Linked DNA regions of Mus musculus: all the other regions are linked to region 6. The links are chromatin contacts, called in public ChIA-PET, Hi-C, HiChIP or PLAC-seq and promoter capture Hi-C maps. All regions are on one chromosome and are shown on one strand. The core of a region is the stretch at or near the end of the contact, and the rest is flanking DNA. Distances in the headings are between cores, read along the strand shown.

Evidence for each region. Promoter capture Hi-C pulls out the DNA fragments that hold promoters and counts their contacts. A called contact is a pair of places that touch in the nucleus more often than the background predicts. ChIA-PET counts read pairs in DNA pulled down with a chosen protein or histone mark. HiChIP or PLAC-seq counts read pairs in DNA pulled down with a chosen protein or histone mark.
Region 1: a promoter capture Hi-C map of pre-B cells shows a contact between it and region 6. The contact joins the promoter of Atg4d here to the promoter of Spc24 in region 6. A contact is called at or near these places in 2 of 39 promoter capture datasets (liver and pre-B cells) and 1 of 9 other capture datasets (liver).
Region 2: a contact with region 6 is called in an RNA polymerase II ChIA-PET map of effector CD8 T cells, with 5 read pairs. The contact joins the promoter of Dnm2 here to the promoter of Spc24 in region 6. A contact is called at or near these places in 2 of 115 datasets of contacts at active chromatin or transcription factors (effector CD8 T cells and pancreatic cancer cells) and 1 of 9 other capture datasets (adipose tissue).
Region 3: an RNA polymerase II ChIA-PET map of memory CD8 T cells shows a contact between it and region 6, with 39 read pairs. The contact joins the promoter of Kri1 here to the promoter of Spc24 in region 6. A contact is called at or near these places in 1 of 484 Hi-C or Micro-C datasets (embryonic stem cells), 1 of 115 datasets of contacts at active chromatin or transcription factors (memory CD8 T cells) and 1 of 9 other capture datasets (liver).
Region 4: a contact with region 6 is called in a Hi-C map of B cells, with 5 read pairs. The contact joins the promoter of Zfp809 here to the promoter of Spc24 in region 6. A contact is called at or near these places in 3 of 39 promoter capture datasets (erythroid cells, liver and pre-B cells), 1 of 484 Hi-C or Micro-C datasets (B cells) and 1 of 115 datasets of contacts at active chromatin or transcription factors (memory CD8 T cells).
Region 5: a promoter capture Hi-C map of pre-B cells shows a contact between it and region 6. The contact joins the promoter of Zfp599 here to the promoter of Spc24 in region 6. A contact is called at or near these places in 3 of 39 promoter capture datasets (cranial neural crest, maxillary cranial neural crest and pre-B cells).
Region 7: a contact with region 6 is called in an H3K4me3 HiChIP or PLAC-seq map of embryonic limb bud, with 3 times the contacts expected there. The contact joins the promoter of Acp5 here to the promoter of Spc24 in region 6. A contact is called at or near these places in 3 of 39 promoter capture datasets (cranial neural crest, erythroid cells and hippocampal neurons), 3 of 484 Hi-C or Micro-C datasets (B cells, CD4 T cells and embryonic stem cells), 4 of 115 datasets of contacts at active chromatin or transcription factors (embryonic limb bud, large pre-B cells, memory CD8 T cells and 1 more) and 2 of 9 other capture datasets (adipose tissue and liver).

Annotation. Positions count from the first base shown.
Region 1 is chr9:21,263,735-21,266,986 of GRCm38.p6, forward strand. It overlaps Atg4d (autophagy related 4D, cysteine peptidase), which reads left to right and starts at 1,551. Exons shown (of 10, transcript NM_153583.10): 1 at 1,551-1,983; 2 at 3,005-3,088; 3 at 3,173-3,252. The coding sequence starts at 1,749.
Region 2 is chr9:21,423,582-21,426,964 of GRCm38.p6, forward strand. Dnm2 (dynamin 2) reads left to right here and starts at 1,327. Exons shown (of 21, transcript NM_001253893.1): 1 at 1,327-1,675. The coding sequence starts at 1,515.
Region 3 is chr9:21,286,021-21,289,229 of GRCm38.p6, forward strand. It overlaps Kri1 (KRI1 homolog), which reads right to left and starts at 1,949. Exons shown (of 19, transcript NM_145416.3): 1 at 1,840-1,949; 2 at 1,679-1,752; 3 at 559-664. The coding sequence starts at 1,933. It overlaps Cdkn2d (cyclin dependent kinase inhibitor 2D), which reads right to left. Exons shown (of 2, transcript NM_009878.3): 2 at 2,443-3,209. The coding sequence ends at 2,953.
Region 4 is chr9:22,223,528-22,226,998 of GRCm38.p6, forward strand. Zfp809 (zinc finger protein 809) reads left to right here and starts at 2,185. Exons shown (of 5, transcript NM_001164624.1): 1 at 2,185-2,305. The coding sequence starts at 2,303.
Region 5 is chr9:22,257,919-22,261,363 of GRCm38.p6, forward strand. It overlaps Zfp599 (zinc finger protein 599), which reads right to left and starts at 1,977. Exons shown (of 5, transcript NM_181419.3): 1 at 1,839-1,977; 2 at 127-253. The coding sequence starts at 1,841. Gm39307 (predicted gene, 39307) reads left to right here and starts at 2,184. Exons shown (of 2, transcript NR_166680.1): 1 at 2,184-2,506.
Region 6 is chr9:21,758,552-21,761,652 of GRCm38.p6, forward strand. It overlaps Spc24 (SPC24, NDC80 kinetochore complex component, homolog (S. cerevisiae)), which reads right to left and starts at 1,752. Exons shown (of 5, transcript NM_026282.6): 1 at 1,568-1,752. The coding sequence starts at 1,727.
Region 7 is chr9:22,130,486-22,133,516 of GRCm38.p6, forward strand. It overlaps Acp5 (acid phosphatase 5, tartrate resistant), which reads right to left and starts at 1,380. Exons shown (of 5, transcript NM_001102404.1): 1 at 1,252-1,380.

The DNA of each region.
Region 1 (3,252 bases), core at 301-2,800, 500 kb before region 6:
CGCGTACACACACACACACGTGCACATACACACACAGATAAATAAGTGTAATAAATAAATAATAGGCAAATTCAAGGCCATCCTCAGGCACATAGCTTGTAAGTTCAAGCTCAGCCTGGGCTACATAAGATAGGGTCTCAAAATACCAAAATTGGGGCCGGAGAGATGGCTCAGCAGTTAAGGGCACTGGCTGCTTTTTCAGAGGTCCTGAGGTCAATCCCCAGCAACCACATGGTGGCTCAAAACCATTTGTAATGGATTCTGATGCCCTCTTCTGGTGTGTCTGAAGACAGCGACAGCGTTCTCATAAAAATAAAATAAATAAATAAATAAAAAAGATTCACTAAAAAAAATGCCAAAATCGTTTTCCTTTTTTTTTTTTTTAATTTATTTACTTATTATATGGAAGTACATTATAGCTGTCTTCAGACACTCCAGAAGAGGGAGTCAGATCTCGTTACGGATGGTTGTGAGCCACCATGTGGTTGCTGGGATTTGAACTCTGGACCTTCGGAAGAGCAGTTGGGTGCTCTTACCCACTGAGCCATCTCACCAGCCCTCGTTTTCCTTTTATAGTCTTACAGATAACTCCCTCAAATTTTGCTCAGGAGAAAACTGAGGCACTGAGAATCATGACCAATGGGGCACCAATGGGTCAGGGATAGTCACATCCCCAGGGTGACATCTGTTCTGGGTTGATAAACTCTGTTGTGTTCACAGTCTCTTTCGTTCTCATGAAGCTCAGGCTGGTTTCAAACGCCTTGCACAACAGAGGAGGGGCCTGTGCCCCTGCCTTTGCCTCAGAGACTTGGGTTTCATGCACCACTACACTCAGTTTCTGGGTTTCAGGGAATAGAACACAGGGCCTCACGTGTGCTAGGCCCTCTACCAACTCAGCTCCATCGCCAGTGTGCTCAGTCTTTGAGTACCCCAGCACTAAAGAAGCTGACGCAGGCGGGCAGCCATGAGTTGGAGGCCAGCCTGAGCTCCAGGGTGGGTTCTCTGCCTGGGCTCTCCAATTTCACTGCAGGTCGGGGCATGTGTTCTGGGCGTGAACGGAGCTCGTGTGCCTAAGCAGGACTTGAATAGTCGGAATGTATTCTCCTTAGGAGAGTCAGGTCTAAGTGAGAGCTTGTCTCAAAACATTGGAAAGGCCCTTCAGATGGCTCAGCGGATAAAGATGCGATAAAGGTGCTGGCTGTCTAGGAACCTGAGTTGGCTCTTACGAGATCTCCACAGGCACGACAAGCCCCATGTATCGCACCCAGAACATGGGACCTTCAATGCAGTGGAATTTGAGTGGCAGGGCGGGGAAATCTGCACTTTTGAGCGAGAGAAGGTCCGGCGTCCGCAGCTTGAGATGTCATTCAGAACAAGGGTGTGCAAGGCTTGAGAAAGGGCTGTAAATGGGCGTGGCTTCTCCGGCTCTGACCCATTGGTCTGAGATAAGGGCCCCCAGGGACGCGCTTGCGCCTGCGCGGTGAGATTAGGAGGGTGTGGTGAGTCCAAGGGAGGCGGACTGTACAGGGGCGTGGCTTGCTCGCTAGCCAAGCCCACCGTATCCGGGTGCTCTGGGCCACCAAGATGGCGCTGGCTGTGGGAGCCCGGGTATCCGCTGCGGCCAGAGCCGGACCCGGGAGCCCGGCTCTGAGTATAGAGTAACACTGTGCTGGCCGCGGGGCTGCTCCCGAGCGTTCGCAGTTCCCCGGACCTCGGGGACACCTGCGTCCTTCCTCTCCGGCGGGTCCATGAACTCCGTGTCGCCGGCTGCGGCGCAGTACCGCAGCGGGAGCTCGGAGGACGCGCGCCGGGCCGATTGTCGCCGGCCGAGGGGACAAACCCGTATCCCGGATCCTAGCAACCTGGGACCTTCGGGGTCCGGAGTGGCAGCTCTCGGTTCATCTGGGACAGACCCCGCCGAGCCCGACGAGGTGGACAAGTTCAAAGCCAAGTTCCTGACAGCCTGGAACAACGTCAAGTATGGTGAGGAGGGGGTGCACTGGTCAAGGGTGTCAGAGGGGTCAGAGCAAAAGAAACCAAACCTTTACCCTGTCCTGTGGATGAGCCCATCCAGGAGGAGTCACAAGCAGGTCCTCCGCCCTTCCCAGTCCTGGACGTGGGGCAGGTTAAATGGGAAAGGTTTTCAAGCTCCGCCCATTGCACCTGTTTGACCTTGGCCAAATACCTTGCTTTCCTGCGGTCTGTTTACTGCCCTCTGTAACATAGGTGCAATAGTATGAACAGAGTTAATAGATGTTGGTTCACACCTGTAATCCCAGCACTTGGGATGCTGAGGCAGGAGGTTTACCAAGAGTTCTAGGCTATCCTGGACTATATAATAAGTTCCAGGCTGACTTGAGCTCCTCATGAGACTGGGTCTCAAAAAATCGGAAAACAGGGGGCTGGAGAGACTGCTCAGCAGCCTTGGCTGTTCCTCCAGAGGAACAATTACCAGCACCCACATGGCAATTCACAATTGTCTGTAACTCCAGTTTCATGGGATCTAACACCCTCACACAGGTATACATGCAGGCAAAACACCAGTGGATATTTTAAAAAAAAATTGGAAAAAGGCTAGTGAGATGCCGCAGTAGTTAAAGGCATTTGTCACCAAGCTTAAGGACCTCAGCTCCAGCCTGGACCCCAATGGTGGAAGGAGAGCCCCCACTCCTGTCAATGTTCTATACTCCAGACCCAAACTGTGGTGCTTGCTTGTCCACATATATACACAAGCTCACATACACAAAATAAAAATGTGCTTTATAGATTTACAGCAAAACCCAACAGTCAGAATAGAACGGCCCTGGGTTGATAGTGGGTCCTTATGAAGATGTGACTAAGTCCCACCTGTGTTCCAGACAGATGTGGTGTGGCATGGATTTTGCAGAGCCGCCGCCCTGACATCTCAGCTAGGATCAGGCCCAGTTCAACACTGGGGAATGGAAGACCCATTGCTGATACTTGAGTGCTTTAAATTGCTGCGAGCTACTCCATGTTTCCCCAGGTTGGGCAGTTAAAAGCCGGACCAGCTTCAGCAAGATCTCCACTGTTCACCTCTGCGGGCGATGCTACCATTTCGAGGGAGAGGGTGAGGTGTCAAATCTGGAACCAGGGTAGGGGAAGTCTCCTAGGGTTCTCCTTGATTGCCAGGCTGACCAGTTGGTTCTCATAGGTGACATCCAGCGGTTTCAAAGGGACTTTGTATCTCGACTATGGCTCACATATCGCCGGGACTTCCCACCCCTTGCTGGA
Region 2 (3,383 bases), core at 77-2,576, 340 kb before region 6:
CTGTTATTTTATGTAAATTAAAAAAATTGTACATGGATTTTTTTTTTTTTTGCCTGCATGTCGGTATGTGCATTATGTCTGTGTCTGTTTCTAGTGGAGGCCAGACGAGGGTGTCAGATTCCTGGAACTGGAATCACTGATGGTTGTGTGAGTTGTCATGCAGGTGCTGGGAACCAAATTTGAGTCGGCTCCCAAGGCAGCAAGTACTGAGCCATTGGTCTAGGAGAAAAAAAAAATTAAAGTAAAAATAAACCTACAGTTGTAGCCATCCGCAAAACACTTGCTTGGCTTAATGGAACTGTAGACTTGACCCTCTGTAACGTACAGAAATAAGCACGAGAGGGTGAGAACGCCTTTATGAGGCAGAAGTGTCGACTCATCTTTCACTGGCACTGGGATTCTTCCAGAGTTGGGATCTGCGATGCTTTCTGCTTTGTTTTGTTTTTTTGTTTTTTTGTTTTAGTTTTTTTGTTTTGTTTTGTTTTGTTTTGTTTTTCGAGACAGTGTTTCTCTGTATAGCCCTGGCTGTCATGGAACTCACTCTGTAGACCAGGCTGGCCTTGAACTCAGAAATCTGCCTGCCTCTGCCTCCCGAGTACTGGGATTAAAGGCACGCGACACCACGCCCGACTGCGATGCTTTCTAAAATATGGGTTTTCACTACAGCCTAAGAATTCAGGTGTAACAGCCACTGAACCTTACCACGGTGTGCTTCCCTGAGCACTGTGGCCTTTTGCTTAAAAAGAATATCACAAAGTGATAGCAAATGCCAGGAAGTTGGAAGAACTTTTATGACACAGTTGTCAGTGAGGATTGGGAAGGTAGTAGCGTGTATCCTAGCAGGAGGGAGGCTGAGACAGGAGGAACATCAAGAGTCTGTAGCCAGCATACAAAACTATAGAAACTATAGAAAAAGATTGCGGCTCTCTTTCCTCTTACTGGTTGGAGTAGAGAAGTGATATTTATATCAGCCAATGAGAAATTTTTACGGAATTAACTAGTGTCAAGTGACAATCCAGTGTTGAAGAATGGATCCCTTACACCCTTGGCAGGTTGACGTTTCTGCGACCAATAAGCCAACCCGAATCAACCTAGTGAGCTGAGGCCTCAGTGTCTTTTCCAGAGACCCCGCCTTCCCGGTCTGACAACCCGGTTTGACTTCTATTGGCTTTCACTTAAGAGTGACAGTTTTATTACCCAGTGAATTTGTGAGATTAGCCCTTCCTCGTGCCTTTTTTATTGGCTCACGTTCTTGAGTGGCAGTGCTTTGAACCAATTGGATATAGCAGTAGGGTTGCGGACTCCGCCCCGGAGGCCGGGAGGGTTGTTCGCTCGGGTCGGGTGTCGCCTGAGAACCGGATGAGGCGGCGACTCTGAGGCCGAGCCGGGAGCGGGCGTCGCGGCGAAGGGGAGACCGGGCGGGCCGGCAGAGCAGAGCAGGAGGAAGCAACGGCCACAGACACATCGGAACCGAGAGTCTTAGTCGGGGGATCCGCGCGGCGGAGGCGGACACCATGGGCAACCGCGGGATGGAAGAGCTCATCCCGCTGGTTAACAAGCTGCAGGACGCCTTCAGCTCCATCGGTCAGAGCTGCCACCTGGACCTGCCGCAGATCGCCGTGGTGGGCGGCCAGAGCGCCGGCAAAAGTTCGGTGCTCGAGAACTTCGTGGGCCGGTGAGCGAGCGCGCCGGCGGCGGTTCTGGGGCTCCGGCCGGGAGGGCGGGCGGCGGCCTAGGGCGCGGAGGGCGGGCGGGGAATGGCGGAACTGCGGCTCGCGGACGCCGCAGCACCGGTGGCAGTGGATAAGGTCTGGGGCAAGAGTCTCCATGGCTTTCCGCAGGGACTGGAGATGCAGATCCAAGTCTGGGACTAGTCGATGATAGTGGGCGGTGTTTGGGGCAAGACGGTCAGTGCCGACCCCTCTTGGTGCTTCTAGTTCCGGCTATGGCTGGGCAACTCTGACATCGCTTTACCTGTAGTCCGGGATAGATCCACTCCTCTTTCCTTCTGCTACCTGGAAATCTTAGTGTGTGTGCTAAGATGTTGAAGATAACACTTGCCACTTAGCCATCCATGGGGAATGACCCCTGGGGTCTGTCTGGCCAGTTATTTTCTGGAGCCTGCTCTCTTGCCTGGTTAGCTGGTTATCTGTTCTAGACAGGCTTCCTACCGGCACCATTTGGTTGTCCCATCTGTCCAAACTCACTCTGAAGTCCACCGTTGTCTGGCTAGCCATCTAAGGTGACCTCTCGTGTGCAAATGCCCATCTGTGCCCCTTATTTACGTGAGTTGGCCTCTGCCATCTGACTGGCTGAACTTTGGGAGCCTCCTGTTATCTGGTTCTCTTGGGCCGACTGGCTCTTTGAATCCATCCATTAGTCTGTTCTCCATTCCCACCCAGGCATCCCTGCCTGTCCATCCTCTCTGAGTGACAGAGGTTGGAGAACTTGGGAAGAAACATTCTTTAGGATTCTTTCTTGGGCTAGGATCCCCTAACCTAGAGCTTCCCAGTTGGAATGCTCTCTAGATAGCTCTGGGAGCCTCAGCTTGTTCCATCTGTCCAGTGGGCAAATTCCACTTGCAGCTGTTTGTAGGATCCAGGAAGTGAGTGAAGGAGGGATGTTGATTTACTCCTGTCCCCTCCCCCTCTGCCTCTCCCCGCAGCAGCACTTCTCCATTCCAGGAAGTGTTCCATGTATGATGCTGCAGTGTGTGCCTACCCAGTGTTAACATTTGCTTTGCTGTGGACATTATCATTGTGTGTGTGTGTGTGTGTGTGTGTGTGTGTCCAAGTGTGTGCCAGAGTGCATTTGTGGAAGTCAGAGGGCATAATCTTTGTGAAGTCCTTCAAAATTTATGTGGGGATTAAACACCGGGCCGCAGACTTATATAGCAAGTCCTAGTATCCATTGAGCTATGTCATTGTCCTTCCATCTTAAATTGTAGAGACATGGTCTCTCACTGACCATGCAGCTCACCGATCTCATTGGGTCTCTCTCTCTCTCTCTCTCTCTCTCTCTCTCTCTCTCACACACACACACACACACACACACACACACACCATGCAGCTAACTGATCTCACTCAGCTATTCTCGCTGGCCAGTGAGCTCCAGGGATCCACCTCTCTCTGTCTCACCCTATCATTGGGTCACACACACACACTCACACACACACCCTCTGTTATTGTTGTTACCAGTCTTTTGTGGAGGCAGAACATCTCTAAATTTGAGGCTAGCTCACTCTACATAGAGTAGAGTTCTAGGGCAGCTAGGGCTACATATTGAGACCCAGTCTCAAAAAAACCTCAAAAGTTGATTCAAGACTGCAGGGACTGGGTACTTGGAAGTGTACATTTAGGTTGAATTAGCTGCACCTGTGATCT
Region 3 (3,209 bases), core at 699-3,198, 470 kb before region 6:
TAAAGGTGTGCAGCACCACTGGCTGAGGCATCCCGTCGAGCCTCCCAGGAGCTGTCCGTCTCCGCTTACCTGGCACCAACAGCACCGATGCGTGTGCCGACCAGTTTTTTTTTTTTTTTTTTTTTTTTTTTTTTGGTTTTTCGAGACAGGGTTTCTCTATATAGCCCTGGCTGTCCTGGAACTCACTCTGTAGACCAGGCTGGCCTCGAACTCAGAAATCCACCTGCCTCTGCCTCTGCCTCCCGAGTGCTGGGATTAAAGGCGTGTGCCACCACCGCCCGGCTGCCCACCAGTTTCTATCCTGTGATTTCTCAGGATAAAGCTCAGGTCTTCAGCTTAGCATGGCAACTGCTTTACCAACCCACCCCATTCCCAGCCTTTCTGGGTTTTTTGACACAGGATCTCATTATGTAACTCAGCCTGGCCCTGAGCCCTGAGTTATCAGCCTCCTGAGTACTGATTATGGGTTATACACTGCCACTCTGGGAAGGCATACACTTCATTCAACAACTCAATTCCATCCACACTACGACACTTAGAGAAGATCCCCCGCCCCACCTGTTCTCTGATAGAAGGTAGCATCTTTCTGGTAAATTCGAGGGTCCTTCTTCTTCAGCAAGGACAGAGTCCTGTAAAAGTCTCTCTCCTGCTGGGGATCAAATTCCTAGAGCAGGAAAAGGAAGTAGGGTTGACTTCAGGAGGAAGTTGGGACACATGCAGGTAGGGTGGTGACATATGAGAACAGGCTTCAGCAGGGCCCAGCAACCTTGAGGCCTGAGTGGAGGGGAGGGAGGAAAGGAGGAGAAGCATACACAGTGCTGTGTCTGGGCAGCTGTGGCTTTGACAAGAGTAAAGGAAGCGTTGGGCAGAGAAGTGCAATCTCAATAGGACACTGGAGCCCCACGTGGTGTACTAGATACTGCCACATCAGACTCTTGCGTTTAGGAGTGGAAATGTGGTTCCTAGGGACCACTAATCAGGATGGTGAGGTATCTGTGGTGATGGAGGATAAAGTGAAGATAAAGTAGACAGGATATGACAATCTCTAGGCATAGGGAGGGCTCTACTGGGTTAGTGGAGGAGTTCTGATGGGAAGTCTGGAGCCACATCTGGATAGTAGTGAGGATTTGGTATCTCCTAGATATTGTCACCCAATGGATGAGGGTGTGGACCTAGATGTTCTTATAGGACCCTATGAGATTAAGATAAGGTGCTCGGTCCTTCTGGGGAAATAGGAAGGATTTGGTAAATCCCTAGATACAAGGGAAATGGTGCTTGTTACTCAAGGGATTTAGATGCAATACATGGGGTTAGGGTCAGACTCCCGCTGTATATATAAATTGGGGTGCTCTAGGAGTCTTGCGGCTAAGTTAGCAAAGTAGGTAAATTCAGTGACCACCAGGAAGGGCCTATCTGTCACTTAAGGGATGGGGAGGGAAATCAAGAACATCCCCATAGGGTAAGGCACCTCTGTGCATCCAACTGAGAGCTCAGTGGTTGGGAGGCTTGGAGTCTCTTCCAGAAAGGAGGATGTATTTGGCGATCCCTGAGTTGAGGAGGGTACTGCCTGTCACTCTACGCATGGGGGCGGGTCCTGAAGACTCCGGGACAACCAAGCCCGGTTAGGGAAAGCCCCATGTACATGGGTAGGACGCGAAGCCGGGTTGCGGAAGCTCACCACATGCTCATCGCTGGAGTCAGACTCGGAACTGGAGTCGCCACCGACGTCCGGATCTCCATAGCGATCTTTCACTGTGGAATATACACGGGGTTCCTCATAGCTACCATCACCAGACCCAGTTCCCCACACCTTGGCCTGCGCAGGCGCCCCTCACTCACGTCGCTGAAGTTCCTCACGCTCGCGGTAACGGCTGTAGCGCGCAGCAAACGCTGCGTTCACCTTTAGGCACCCAGAGGCGCGCGGTTCCGGCATGGCGGCTGTGAGACCTAGCGCGCACGCGTGCAACCGCCCCTCCGGGGTGTGGCTTCTCTCCGGCACGCCCCCTGAGGGCTTTTCTTAAGGAGCATGTCCACTGCAGACGCAGTTTGCTCCACCCTCCGTTCTTCCAGGATCCCGTAGGCCTTTTGCTCAGCAGGCCACACCCACCGGGACAAGCCTCTGCGGGGAAAGGCCACAAGCCACCGCCCACCCTTCTCCACCCTGACGGCTCCCGGCACCCAGCTGACATCTGGGGGCCCCTTTCTACACTCGCGGTTTCCTGCCTCTCTTCCGTTCCGACAGCACCCGACCGCTGCCCCACCCAACTCAGTTACCCTGACGCCCTGGGAATGACCGTGTCGACAACCCCAGCACCCTACACCATCCATAGTCCCATCCTACCCTCCGAATACCCACCCCATTCCAGACTCCTAAATCTGAAGTCATCATCGCTGTCTTAGTTTAATGGGCCAAAACATAAAATAATCACACAAAACAATTTCTTTCCATAAAGCAATAAATATTTATATTTCAAACTCTGTACAACAGACTGGAAACCTTCCAAGAAAGAAAAATGAACTCATGTTATCCTTTTAATTGATTTGAAATGCTTTCCCTTCCCCCTCACATGCCCAAAGTAGATGGCTCACACTTCAGGGCTCTCTGAGCACAGCCTGCCAAGGTCACCAGCTTCCAAGGGGCCCGGGAAGTGATGACCTCACTCTGAGGCTAGGGCTTTAAACCCCTGCCCTGGTGCAGCCCCAGTGCAGAGGAAACTGAACCGTTTAGATGGCTGTTGCCTGTAGGAGCCCCTTCTTTGTCCAACACACCAAAAGGGGTGAGAAAAACAAATGAGAAACACCCCCCAAACACACACACTCAAGAAATCAACACCAATAAACCACAAACTGCTCCTCCCACTCCCTTCTTCAATGGACAGGTGTGAAAAGAGAAAGTTTCTTTCCTCTTTTGTTGACAAGTAACCCAGTAAGGCTGGAGACAGTGGCCTTGGGTCACATTGGGATCATCATGTGCCCCTGCAGAATGTCCATGAGGTTCTGAGCCCCTCTCTGCCGAGCCAACTCCAGGGGAGTGAGACCGGAAGCGTCCCTGTGGTGGAGATCAGATTCAGGAGCTAGGAAGCTGACCACGGAGCTATGGCCCTCTCTTATCGCCAGATGGATGGGGAGCGACCCAGTGCTGTCCAGGGCATTGACATCAGCACCATGCTCCACCAGAACCTTCAGGGTGTCCAGGAACCCGGTGCGAG
Region 4 (3,471 bases), core at 935-3,434, 470 kb after region 6:
TTTGTTTTTTAACCAAAATGTCTACAGTACAAAAGTCTCGTGAAGGTGAGGACCCTACACAGTTCCCCTCAGATCCTAGCTCACTACTACATTGGGCTCAGCCAGGAACAAAATTCGCAGTAAGGATTGCACTGTGTAAGTGTGACACAGACCCCGCTGACAGGCCTCACACAGCAGCAAACCGTTTCATAAGCCAGTCACTTCACATACATCCACACAGACGACTGTTGAACTGTGTGGATGGTGGGGTCTCCAAACCCAGGTTCTGACTGAACGGGGTGACCTTTGTAAGTTCTTATTCAGGATGTATATGCTGCATGGATTCAACCATTGTGCTGCCATCAGCTTCTGTTTAGGAAAGGTTTTTCCTTGTGAGTATCAACAAACTCAAGCCACAATTCCTCGCTTTGCTGTGCTCTTAAATGGATACATCTGGACAAAATGGGCAATGTTAGTCAGTTCATTTCATTAAAACATGTGTAAGCACAGTATCATAGCCTACAAATACCCAATGGAATGGAGGTAATACGCATATGTGGGGCACATTATACAAGCCTTTAAATTTTCCTACATTACTAATGCTGAGATTCACCAGAAAAAAACCCAAACTCCACCATTTTGAGCCAAATTTGAAGTAAACTTTATTAAATATTGACCAAGAGATGGACTTTGGTTAGAACCACTTATTTCCTGTAATTTCCCAGCTGAAAGTGGGCCCGGGTCACGTGCTATAGGCCAGGGTCACGTGCTATAGGAGTTTGTAAAGACAAAACCCATAGGCTACCCTCTACTTTCTTTGCCATGGGGTTTCCTTATTTTCCAGGAACTACAGCTTACAGCATTCCAGGAAGGTACCTGGTCCCCAGGCAGGTGGGGCTTACACGTTAATTTGGGATATTACAACATGACAGATTTAAAATGTTGTTGGTCTTCTATTTGGTTATTATACTCTGAATGTTAATACAGAATGAATGAAAACAGTATAATTACACATCTGCATGAAAGGGCCATAATGCAACTCATTACTCTGAGCATTAGCCGTGGTTTTAATAAAAAAGTTTTGCAGTACTGTTTTAAATTTTGTGTTAAAAATTGCTTCTCGGGCTGGAGAGATGGCTCAGTGGTTAAGAGCACTGACTGTTCTTCCAAAAGGTCCTGAGGTCAAACCCCAGCAACCACATGGTGGCTCACAACCATTCTTAATGAGATCTGACGCCCTCTTCTGGTGCATCTAAAGACAACTACAATGTACTTAGATATAATAATAAATAAATCTTAAAAAAAAAAAAAGAAAAGAAAAGAAAAAAAGAAAAGAAAAAAATTGCTTCTCAGCGGGGCGTGGCGGCTCATGCCTTTAATCCCAGCACTCAGGAGGCAGAGGCAGGTGGATTTCTGAGTTCCAAGTCAGCCTGGTCTACAAAGTGAATTCCAGGACAGTCAGGGCTACACAGAGAAACCCTGTCTCGAAAAAAACCAAAAAAAAAAAAAAAAAAATGCTTCTCATGTAAAGCCCCAGAGGGGCTTTACCTGCTGGAAGACCCCAAGTGAGACAAGATCTATGTTTATTTTTTCTGGTGCGCAGGGATCGATCTTCAGCAGTCTCTCAAGCAAGAGACAGGGGGCGATCCCGGTTCTAGCTTACAAGCACCGTATACATTTTTTTTTTTTTTTAGAGGGCAGATTACAGTAACAGCTTCTAGGCACTTGGTGATGGATGGCTAGACCTTTTGTCTGGTTGGCTGGGTGATATCGGGTCATCCTTGGAGAGTACCTTCGTTCCCCAGAGGGCCCAGGTAGCCTTCAGCCAGCACTTTTTTTTTTTTTTTTTTTTTTTTTTTTTTTCTGGTATGTGTTTTGTCAGAGTCGGTCTGGGTTGGGTCAGAGTTGCTTAATCTTATCATTTATCCACAGGTCAGCACCCCCCACCCACCCCCCGCGCCACACACACACACAGAGAAACACAGAGACACACACAGAGACACATACATCACATCACAGTAAGAAAACTTCACGGGAATTAAAATAAATTATTGTGATACCGTTTTTCTGTCCGCTAAGACTTTCCGTATGATCAGACAGCCTTATGCCCTTTGCTACGCCCCGCCTTCCGTCATCGATTGGTGACTTTGACTGTCACTCAGGCCCTGTGACAGGACCGCTCTGAAATGAGGAAGTGGGGTGGATTTAGAAAGTTCAGAGGAGGTCTGAGCCTGCCATCTTGGGTCCTGTGGTCCCCAGGCGTCCGTTGCGGGAAGTTGTGCTGGTGGCGGAGACCGAGTCACAGGACGCTCCCAGTCCCATCATGGTGAGCTCGGCGCGGCGTCCCTGTGGAGCCGGTGTGGATGGCTGTGGGATGGGGGCTGGGCGGGCTCAGGGCACCCCGGAGCGTCCTATCGCGCCCCGACCATGCGTGGGGACTCGAGCTGGCTGCAACGCCCTGCACAGCTCTGCCACCCACAGGCAAGAGACAGGAATGCCTGACCGCTGGGTCGCTTCAGCGCCGGTGTCACACTAGGAACTCTGGGCTTCCGTTTACCTGCAAGGTTGGGATGGGGAACTCTGCGCCCTGTCTGGAAACTCTCGGAAGCTGGGTGCAGGGAGCTGGGTCTAGTAGGGGTGACTCTCCATCTGTCTGTCACTCTGGGATAGGCCTGTCAGTGTCCTGGCTGTCACCAATCAGGAACTTTATAGACTTGGGAGATGTTGATAGAACCCATCCTTAGGATGGATGAGAGACTAGTGGGTCTGAAAGGATCCCCGAGGATTAAATATTTTTGCGCATTAATTGGAGGAAGTGGGGAAGATAAAAATTCAGTTCCTTGTCCTAAACAGTAGTTTTAAAGTATCTGATAGACTTAATCTTAAAATTGCTGAGGTACAGGAATAGCCACGCATTGGATGTGTGTGGTGCAGACTGTGACGTGGTACCGAGGAGCAGAAGGCAAGGGGGAAGCAGTATGACTGTGAGATCTCTTCAGGCCCTGAGTTGCTCTTTTTTTTTTTTTTTTTTTTTTAAGATTTATTTATTTATTTATTATATGTAAGTACACTGTAGTTATCTTCAGACACACCAGAAGAGGGCGTCAGACCTCGTTACGGATGGTTGTGAGCCACCATGTGGTTGCTGGGATTTGAACTCGGGACCTTTGGAAGAGCAGTCAGTGCTCTTAATCGCTGAGCCATCTTGTAGGACCCCAAGAAGGAGCCCCCCACTCAAGTCTCAGGTCGCGGGGTCACCCAAAGAAACATGAGAGACCTTCTTGAGGCAGCTTTAATGGCCGAGCTCCGGGTCAATCAATACGTATCTCACTCAGGAGACAGAGGAATCGACCCTGAGACTCAAAAACTCAGGGTTTTGATAGGGTAGGGTCTAGGAAGAATTGGCGCGGTAGTGAGCAGAGTAGTACCGGGGCGTATAAGAATTCTAAAGCCGGGGGCTTATCAGAGTCGACAATGCATCTGGTTAATGTT
Region 5 (3,445 bases), core at 727-3,226, 500 kb after region 6:
GCATGTTATTACAGTGTGTCTACTAAAATGTATACGACAGGATTAGTATTAAGTTCACAATGATTTCCCCCTTACCAACTAAAAGAGCGAGTAACTGCTATTGAGAGCTCCAGGAGTCAGACTCACCTAGGGACACCAGGCTGATGTAGGTCTCCAGCATCACGTCCCTGTACAGGGTCCTCTGAGCAGCGTCCAGGTCTTGCCATTCCTCCCAGGTGAAGTCCACGGCTACGTCTTCAAATGATATCAGCCCCTGGAATGACATGTTTCTCTTGAACCCAAGCGGTCAGCTTTTGGAACAGAAAGTGGGGTCCATTCTACTCTGTATGTGTTCCATAGCAGGGTTCCATGGAAGGTGACGTTTGATTTGTCTCATGGGAGAAAGAAAACTCAGCATCGAGGTCTGTTAATGTAAAGATGTCAGAAAATATGGCCAGAGTGTTCCAAAGGATTTCAACACGGACAGTTATACCCTGGCTTCCCTAATTAAAGTCTCCAGGTCTACTGATATCTTTCATTTCCTGGAAGGGGATGGCCCATGCACCAACGGACTTCAGTATTAAAAGCGGTTATTGAATATGGAAAAGCCCAGAGCTCTGGAAACGAGGACATCTTCCCAGATCTCAAAAGAAGAAGAGAGCCTGTAACCACCTCCATGACCTAAAATCTTCACCCGTATGTGGGAAGGGCTGGAAAAATGGAACTATTCACAGACACCACTTGGGTGCTCTCTTCAATGGCTGTTGACAGCTTGAAGTCTAACAGAGTCACGCCAGATATTGAATGTATCAGATAGCAGGACTCCTAAACTCTAAACAAAACTATAAAAATTGTGTGTGAGCCGGGCGTGCTGGCGCTCGCCTTCAATCCCAGCACTCGGGAGGCAGAGACAGGCGGATTTCTGAGTTCGAGGCCAGCCTGGTCTACAAAGTGAGTTCCAGGACAGCCAGGGCTACACAGAGAAATCCTGACTCAAAAAAAAAAAAAAAAAAAAAAAAAAAAAGTACTCTGTTCTTAGTATGAAAATTAGTGCAAACATTTTATAAATTTATAGTCCAGTTCCTTAAAGCCGTAAACATAGAACTACCAAAGGACCCAGCAATCACTACCGCCGCGATGTATCTAAAGGAACAGAAATCTGAAAGTTAGAAAATGGCCTCAAGGATGAAGATCAGACAGAGGACCAAGGTCATTCCCAGCTACATAAGAACCTGTCTCAACGAAAGTAAAACAGCACTCCTTTAATCCCAGCCCTGGAGTGGCAGAAGCTGGGAGATTTCTATGAGTTTAAGGCTAGCACAGTCTACATAATGAGTTCTAGGCTAACCAGGGCAACACAATGAGACCCAGCTGCCAAAAGAGTAAAAGGCTTCACATCCATGTTCACGGTGACACAGTTCAATCCCAACGCCGACACAGAAAATGGAAGTGCTTCCTAGGGGTGGGTTCCGAGTTCATGCCACAGATAGATGGGGTTCCAGGATCCTGGGAAACGGAATAGAGCCCGAGGTCCCAGGGACAGGATCGTCTAGGCACCAGACTTAACACCCCAAACTCCAGATACAGCGTCTCAGGAATTGAACTGCGGGGACCATGGGGACAGAGATGTGTGGCCAAGGGGCAGAGACAACAGAGAGCCGATCGACTGGGTCCAGGTTACCGTTTCCCGTGCAGGCCCGCAAGTCCCAGGCTCCGGGCCAGAGCTGCGGCAAGCGCTGCAGCAGGGCTCGGGTCCCTGCAGGGACCAGGGACGGGACAGGATTCCTGGAGCCCGCTCAGCCCCAACCCCGCAGCCCGGGGACAAAGGGGCTCGGCTTCTGGACCTGCCACAGACTCACCATCTCAGGATTCCGGGACACCCAGAGCTCTCACTGTGGTTCTCAGTGGGGAAATGTGACACGCGGCGGCAGGCAGAACCTCTCCGGACTTCTGGGCGAGCGCGGAACACCTGGACAGGATCCAACACGGAGAACATGTGGGACAGTGGGGCAGGAGGTAGTCAGAGCCCAGGACTACAGAAGACTGAGGCCCGCCCCTACTCTCTGTCTGTGTGTCTGATTGGACATTTGTCGTTACGGTTTTCAGAGACAGAGCTTCCTGTCTCACCTTCTCAACCTTAAATGTCACCAACCATTGGTGAATTTAAAAAGATTGACAAGTTCTTGGCTGTATTGTAAGGCAGGGCTTCCTATAGGAAAACCAGCGCCAACCTCTACTTAAGGTTATATCATCTAATGTGTATTTATAAAGAGAAATAGTAGCATTACTTTTTTTTTTTTTTTAAATCTCTCTATGTAGTCCTGCTCTGGAACTTGCTATGTAGACTAGGCTGGCTGTGAACTCACATAGATCTATCTACCTGTCTCTGCATTCCCTGTGATGGGATAAAAAGTGTATGCCTCTATTATTTCCACAACTGGAGAAGACCACCGACCAGATCATCAGGGCCAAATTAATTAAAGCAAGCTTTTAAAAATTCCTGCCCACGGGATGTCTCTCCCCAAAGGTAGGTTTCAAGAGTTCAGCATTTGGACATGGGTAAGATTAGGGCTTTTATAATTCAGAAGCAGGGAGTTTACAAATGGAGGATTTGACAGGCAGATAGTTGGAGTTACAGAAGCAGAACATAAATGTAACAAGTTGGTCACAGTAACTTTTAAAACAAAAGCATGGTTGACTTTCCCCGGAGCAGGCAGTACAGAACCATTTGTACTTAGGTACAGTCGGGATGTAGTCCAATCCTTGAGCAGATTTATGCATAAATAGGAATGAACCTAATTTGTCTTTATTATAAGATGGCTTGCAAACCTAAGCTGGAGGCAGACTGGCTGTGACTGTCTTTGTAGAAGTCATCTTTATGATTATAAAAGTATGTGTTCATGTAGTATGAAATAAACTCAGATAAAATTTAAGCATATAAAGCATTGTTCAATACTATAAATGGTCAAATGTTAAGTGTTTTATGTCTTAATAATTCTTGGTTAATAGACTATAAGTGAACAAATTTATTTTTTTAGATTATAAATGATGTGACATTTCCCCCCAGTTCTACAAACTCCATTATCAAATGTGCTAATAGAAGGTTGAGAGAGAGAGACAGAGACAGAGACAGAGAGACAGAGAGGGAGGGAGAGAGAGAGAGAGAGAGAGAGAGAGAGAGAGAGAGAGAGAGAGAGAGAATTTTCTGCCCAGCTAGTTACATTTCTGCACTTGCTGGTTTAACATCACAGTCTTGTGTGGAATGTGCCTACGTCTGAAACAAACATGAATAAGATAAAGAGAATGCAGCCAGGCGTGGTGGTGAATGCCTTTAAGCCCAGCACTCAGGAGGCAGAGGCAGGTGGATTTCTGAGTTCAAGGCCAGCCTGGCCTACAGAGTGAGTTCCAAGACAGCCAGGGCGACACAGAGAAACCCTGTCTCGAAAAACCAAAAAACAAACAAACA
Region 6 (3,101 bases), core at 502-3,001:
TACTTAATTTTAATTATCTTATGGTATTGGGTTTGAATTTAGAGCCTCCATCACACATGCTAGGCAAGCACTGTACTACCTACGCAGAACCCACCTCAAAAGGCATGTGGGGTGGGACCTGGGTGAGGGTGACAGAGGGTTTCTCTGTAGCTAATTATGTAACTGAGGTTAGCCTTGAATTCTCAGCAGCCTCCTGCTTCGGTCTCCCAAATTCTAAGAGCACATGTTCAAGCCGCTAATGACTCATTCAAAGAAGAAACAGCAGGTTTGCGTGTGGAGGTCAGAGGACAAGCTGCAGGGGTCAGTTCTACCACCTGGCTCCCAGGAATCAAACTTAACATCGTCAGGTAGGCACCAAGTGTCTCTACCCAGTGAACCATCCTGCCAGCCCTCAGGTTTTTACTTCATTACTACTGCTTGCTCCCAAGGCCTCCTGTAGCCACATGTGTTCTCTCTGAGCTACAATCTCAGAGATAAAACTTCTCATTTTACTTTTGGTCTTCTGTCAATCAGGCTGCTTTGAATTCCTTCCAGCCTTCCATTCCTGACCCTCCTGCTTGTCTCTGGAACACTGGTCTGACAGGCCCATTCTGCCATGCCTGGCATGGAACCCAGGGTTTCATGCATGCCAGTCAAGTGTATCCCTGCCCCCTCAACAGTTTCAGGTTTCCCCCAATATCTTTGCAGAAACCCCTCCCCAGTCCCGCCCATGTTACCCCTCCTAATGATAGAAAGCATTTGTCTCCTCAGCCCATCACTGCAGTACAAATGTTATCCTGTCTCCTCTCCAGTAGGATGCCAGCCACCAAGGGACTCCTTCCCTGCTGTCACCCGAGGTCCAGCTCACGGCAGGCTCTGTTCACAAGTCTATTGGGAAGGCACGAAACTTTAAAAAATGTTCCCAGGGCCGGACGTGGTGGCGCATGCCTTAAATCCCAGCACTTGGGAGGCAGAGGCAGGCGGATTTGAATTCGAGACCAGCCTGGTCTACAGAGTGAGTTCCAGGACAGCCAGGGCTACACAGAGAAACCCTGTCTTGAAACAAAACAAAACAAAGTTCAAACAAACCTTTGACAGGGAAGGACACTGAGATGGGAGATTGCTCACACCTGTGACCAAGGCACTGAGGAGCTGAAAGGTTCTTTGAATTTCTCAGCTAAGTAGTTCTCTACTAGTCAGAGCTACATTTAAGCCTGAGTCCTGGAAAGTTAATAAAGGGTCGTGCCCTGCTAACTCTATATTTAATTACGCTTAAGTCCCTAGATGACAACCGTTGTCATGACAACGGTTTCACCGGTGGAGAAATCAAGGCTCGGGTGTGACTGCTCTCCCTCGGAAGACCCTCAAGAACGGCGAGCAGGAGTGGAGGTGGGGGCTGGATCATAAAGACTTCCAAAGGCGCCTGAGCTACGAAGTACGATCGTATAGAGTCGCGCATTGTGAGCTATGACACTTATCTGGACGCCTCTGAGCCATGGCAATTGTCAGATGGGGAAACTGAGGCCCAGGAGTACCAGCTCCCCCCGAGAAGTCCCCCGGGGCTGGGGCGCAGGGGACCGGCCCTCACCCCGAAGCTGCCGGTAGGCGCCGTCCTGCATCTCCAGCAGCCGCTCCATCATCTGCTCGTAGCTCCCGAGCAGCCGCCGCTGCTGCGCCTCGGCGCGGTTGGCCCCCAGCAGGCTCAGTAGCCAGTTGCTCACCTCCACCATGTCGCGGAAAGCCGCCATGACTGATCGCGCCGAGTCCGAACCCGCGCAAATTCGTCTCACCACGGGCCCCGCCCCCTCCCCAGAGCGCATAAGTCTCATTGGATCGTTCCTACGTCCGTCTCCTGCAGGACTCAATCAGCGAGGGGACAGAGCGCTTCGGAAGGAGCGGCCATTTTGTGGAGATCCTGTGCGAAATTTCTTCTGTCACTCAGGTGTGAGGATCAATCATCGTAGGCGGGGGAGGGGGGGGGGCGGCGGCGCGGGGGGGGGGCGTGTCACACGTGGCCAGTTTGCGATTGGCCTGGTACGCGTGCGTCGATTGTCGGGCTATGAACTCCGGGGAGAGTCCAGGGCGTTAGGAGTCTGTTGCGCATGCGTAAACTGGAAAGCTGCGCGACTCTTAGAGAAATTTGCAGGTATCAGTCGCTGCTTGAAGGGCAATGTAACGGATGGTTTATTATTTTTGCTTGTTTTTTTTTTTTAGTTTACTTTAGGAATATATTAATTATACATAAAACTGGGATTCATTGGGTTTATTTTTTTCTTGGCGGGGGTTGGGATGTGTGAGCTGTGAGATGTTGAGACTATGTAGAACTGGCTGTCCAGGAGCTCTTTGTTAGAGATCCATCTACCTCTGCCTCCTAGTGGTTGGATTATAGGAACATGCCACCACAATCATTCACCAGTCTCTATTTTTTAGGCTTATTTCTCTTTCTTTAATGTGTATGGGTAAACGTTTTGCCTACATGTATGTATGTGTCAGCAGAGGTCATAAAAGGGCATCTGACCACTTGGAGCTAGATATGGATGGTTGTGAGCCATCATGTGGTGCTGGGAGCCAAACCCTGGTTCTCTACAAGAGCATCCAATGTTCTGGGAAGGCAGAGGCAGGCAGATCCCAGAGTTTGAGGCCAGCCTGGTCTACAAATAAAGCTCCAGGAGAGCCAGGATTATATAGAGACCTTGTCTCAAAAATAAAATAAAATAAAATCTTTAAGTAGGAGTCTAGCATGTATCTAGCATGTAGCACTCAGGTGATGGGAGCTTGAGGATGGAGGTAAATTCCAGGCCAGCCTGGGCAACAAGAGCAGTGAACCCCGAAGCTGAGCATGGTGGCTCAGGAATCAGGAGCCTAAGGAAGAGGAATTGCCATTCATGGGACTCCAGAGTGCTGAGTGAATTCCAGACCAGCCTGAACTACAAAGTGAACCCTGTCTCCTTAAATACCTATACCCCAGAGCTGGAGAGATGGCTCAGCGGTTAAGAGCACTCACTCACTGCTTTCCCAGAGGTTCTGAGTTCAATTTCCAGCAACCACATGGTGGCTCACAACCATCTGTAGTGAGATCCAATGTCTTTTTTTTTTTTTTTTTGGGGGGGGGGTTTGAGACA
Region 7 (3,031 bases), core at 130-2,629, 370 kb after region 6:
CCACAGGCCTCTTCCACCTCGCTCCTCTGACACTTACCCTGGAGGAAGCACAGGTGGTCAGAGAGGCTGCAAGAGGCAGTTAAGCTCCTGGACCAAAAGCGGTGATCACCGAGTCTTTATTCTCTGGGGCAGAAGTGCATCATTGGGAAAGATGATGCATTTTCTCCGAGGATTGTCCAGAAGCCCTCCCCTTGGGTCATGTGAGCACTGGACTTCCCCAGAACTGGAAATGGGGCTGGGGCGGGGGCACCCAGGCCAGACTGAGCCGTGAAAAGTTTCTCGAAGCCAGCACAGTCAGCCAGGGTCTGATGGTAATGTGTACTGGGCATCTGTAGGTCCCGAGTTTGACTGTTCACTGCACTGAGGCTGTTCTAGGCTGAACGTCTGTGTTTTCACACCCTTGGCTGTCTGTAACTCGCTGTCACTTTTTCTGGGTGGGTGTCTCGACTCTAGCATGGGAACCTCAGTGGCTTGCCTGTGACATACACTCCAATTATTTTTTTTTTTTTGTTTTTGTTTTGAGACAGTGTCTCAAGAAGCCCAGGCTATCCCTAACTTCCTCCCTGGGTAGCCAAAGATGAGCCACTTCCAAGTGTTGGAATTACAGGCCTAAATAATTCCTCTGTGGCGCCCATGTAACAGCCCCCTGTCTCCTCTGTGTTTTGTAAGTCCTAGTGCAAATTGTGTATCTGGAGTCATCTAAGTGTGGGACTGTCTCCGAGTTCCCCCTCGCCATCATAAACAGCAGCAATAACTGCCTTTTCCAGGAAGTTCTGTCCACACTCTTCCATGGCCTTTCCCACACCCGGTTTCCAGCCTAAGGAACTTCCAGAAGGCACACACCACGTGGCTGGCTGTAGCCTTTTGACCTTGGCACCTACAGCAGTCAGCTGCAGGCTGTTTCGACCGCAGAGCCCAGCGCTGTGGTGGGTGTGGCCAGCTTCCCACCTCCTCCCCTCCCTCCTTAACTTCACAAGCCGCCCAATCTTTCCAGACTCCTTCCTTGAACACTCACCACCAACCCCTCCGGTCCCTGCAAGCTCGGATTCTGGAATCTCTCGTTCCGTGCTTTGCATAAAGGCTCAGAGAGGGTCAGCGACTCACCCCAGGTCACCCAGCGAAGAGTTTGCCTTGCATTCCCCACTCGCACCTCTCAGTAGAGGCGAACAGGAAGGAAGTGGGGTGGCCCCAACAGACAGAGACCCCCTCCCCCGTGGGAGGCAGAGCAAGGGCCTGGCGGGCGAGTCTCACCTTGGCGGTGGGTCCAGGACAAGCTGTGCTACCCAACTGAGCTGCGGATTCGCGGCGGGTCGCTCCGGGCTGCACGAGTTGGGAAGAGGCGGCGCGGGCCAGCCTTCGCCCACGGCTCCCTGCCTGCCCTACAGAGTCCAGAGTTGCAGAGGGCGGGTGCCTCGGTTTCCCCGCCCCAATCCTGCCTCAGCCATTACCTGGCGCCTCGCCTCCAAGGTTCAGAGTCCCAGGAGTTAAGGGAGACCCGGGACCTGATTTCAATACCACCTGCCTTCGACTTTTGGGGTGCTCACAGCCTCTGGTGGCCGCGCAGGGGAGGTCCAGCCCCGGACTGAGCCAGGCTCGGTCTCCCGGTCTTTAAAATGGGTGAGAAGATACCAGGCTGGTGGCAGGTCAGCGGTGGAGGGCTTGCTTGGCCCCAGAGCGGCTCGGGTTCCATCCCAGCAGTGGGTTTGGGGCGCGCGGGGGGGCGGAGGAGGGGATTTGACTGAGCTATCTGTGCCAGATAACAGCCACCTGTAAAACAGGCCTTCAAGATTGATCGGGAGAGAAGGAATTTAGGCAGAGAGGGACCCAGAGGGGCGGAGCAAAGCCATCCTCTTCCGCACACTGCAGGTCTTTCCTGTTATTTCAAACAAGAAATTTTGCCGGTTTGCAGGGAGGCTGGGGTGTGACTCAGTTGGTAGAGTGCGTGCCAACACGTACGAAGCCCTAGGTCACAGACGCAGGCCGGTATACACCAGGTGCGCAGTGTAACCCTGGGCCGTGGAGGTCAGAGGGTCAAGAGTTCATGATAAATCTCAGCTCCATAGCAAGTTCAAGACCTGAGACTGTCTCATTCATAAATAAATAGGTTGTCCTTAGAATTCCACAAAATAAAGCTGGGCCAGAATGGGACTCACTTCTTTAATCCCATCACTCGAGAGGCGGAAGCAGATCTCTGAGTTAAAAGGCGGCCTGATCTATATAGCAAGTTCCAGGATATCCACAGCTACACAGAGAAACCCTGTCTCTAAAACCAAAACAAAACCTAAACAGAACAACAAAGGAATCCCAAAGAATAAAGTCTGGCGATGGGCCTTCGAGATGGCTCAGAGCGGCACTTTCTGGCAAGACTTGAGAGCCTGAGTTCCATCAGGTTTCCGGAAGGAGAGCACCGGCTCCCAAAAGTTGTCCTCTGACCTCCACATCCGGGTTGTTGCCCTACCAATAATAAGTAAGTAAATAAATGTAATAAAGATTTAAAGAGTCCTGGTGTGGTAGATCATGTCTGTTAATGGCAGGAGGATTGGAGTGAGTTTGAGACAACTGGGCTAAATAGGGAGGACTGGGTCAGCCTGGGCTAAAGTGTGAGATCCTGTCTAAAAAATACACTTCCCCAAAAAATGAATTCCTGAGAAAAAGAACATAATCCCAGGGGTTGCTATCTTTCACATGCCCAGTGCACTCATAACTGTACACTGCTCCAGTGGTTATCTCTCACATAGCCCAGTGCACTCATAACTGTACACTGCTCTTGCAGAGGACCAGGTTTGGTTCCCAGGACACATGCGGGGAGGCTCACAACTGCCTGTAACTTCAGCTCCAGGTCAACTGATGCCTCTGCAGGCCTCCGAAGGCACCTGCACTTGTGTGCATATAGACTCACACAGGCACCTGCACAAGTGAAAAGAATAAATAAATCTACACACTCCTAGAGACCTGCCGGTAGTTAACAGGTACCGAAGGATGGAGAGGCAGTTTCTTCAGTGGTGAGATTCCCATGCTCCTGTAAGCAAGC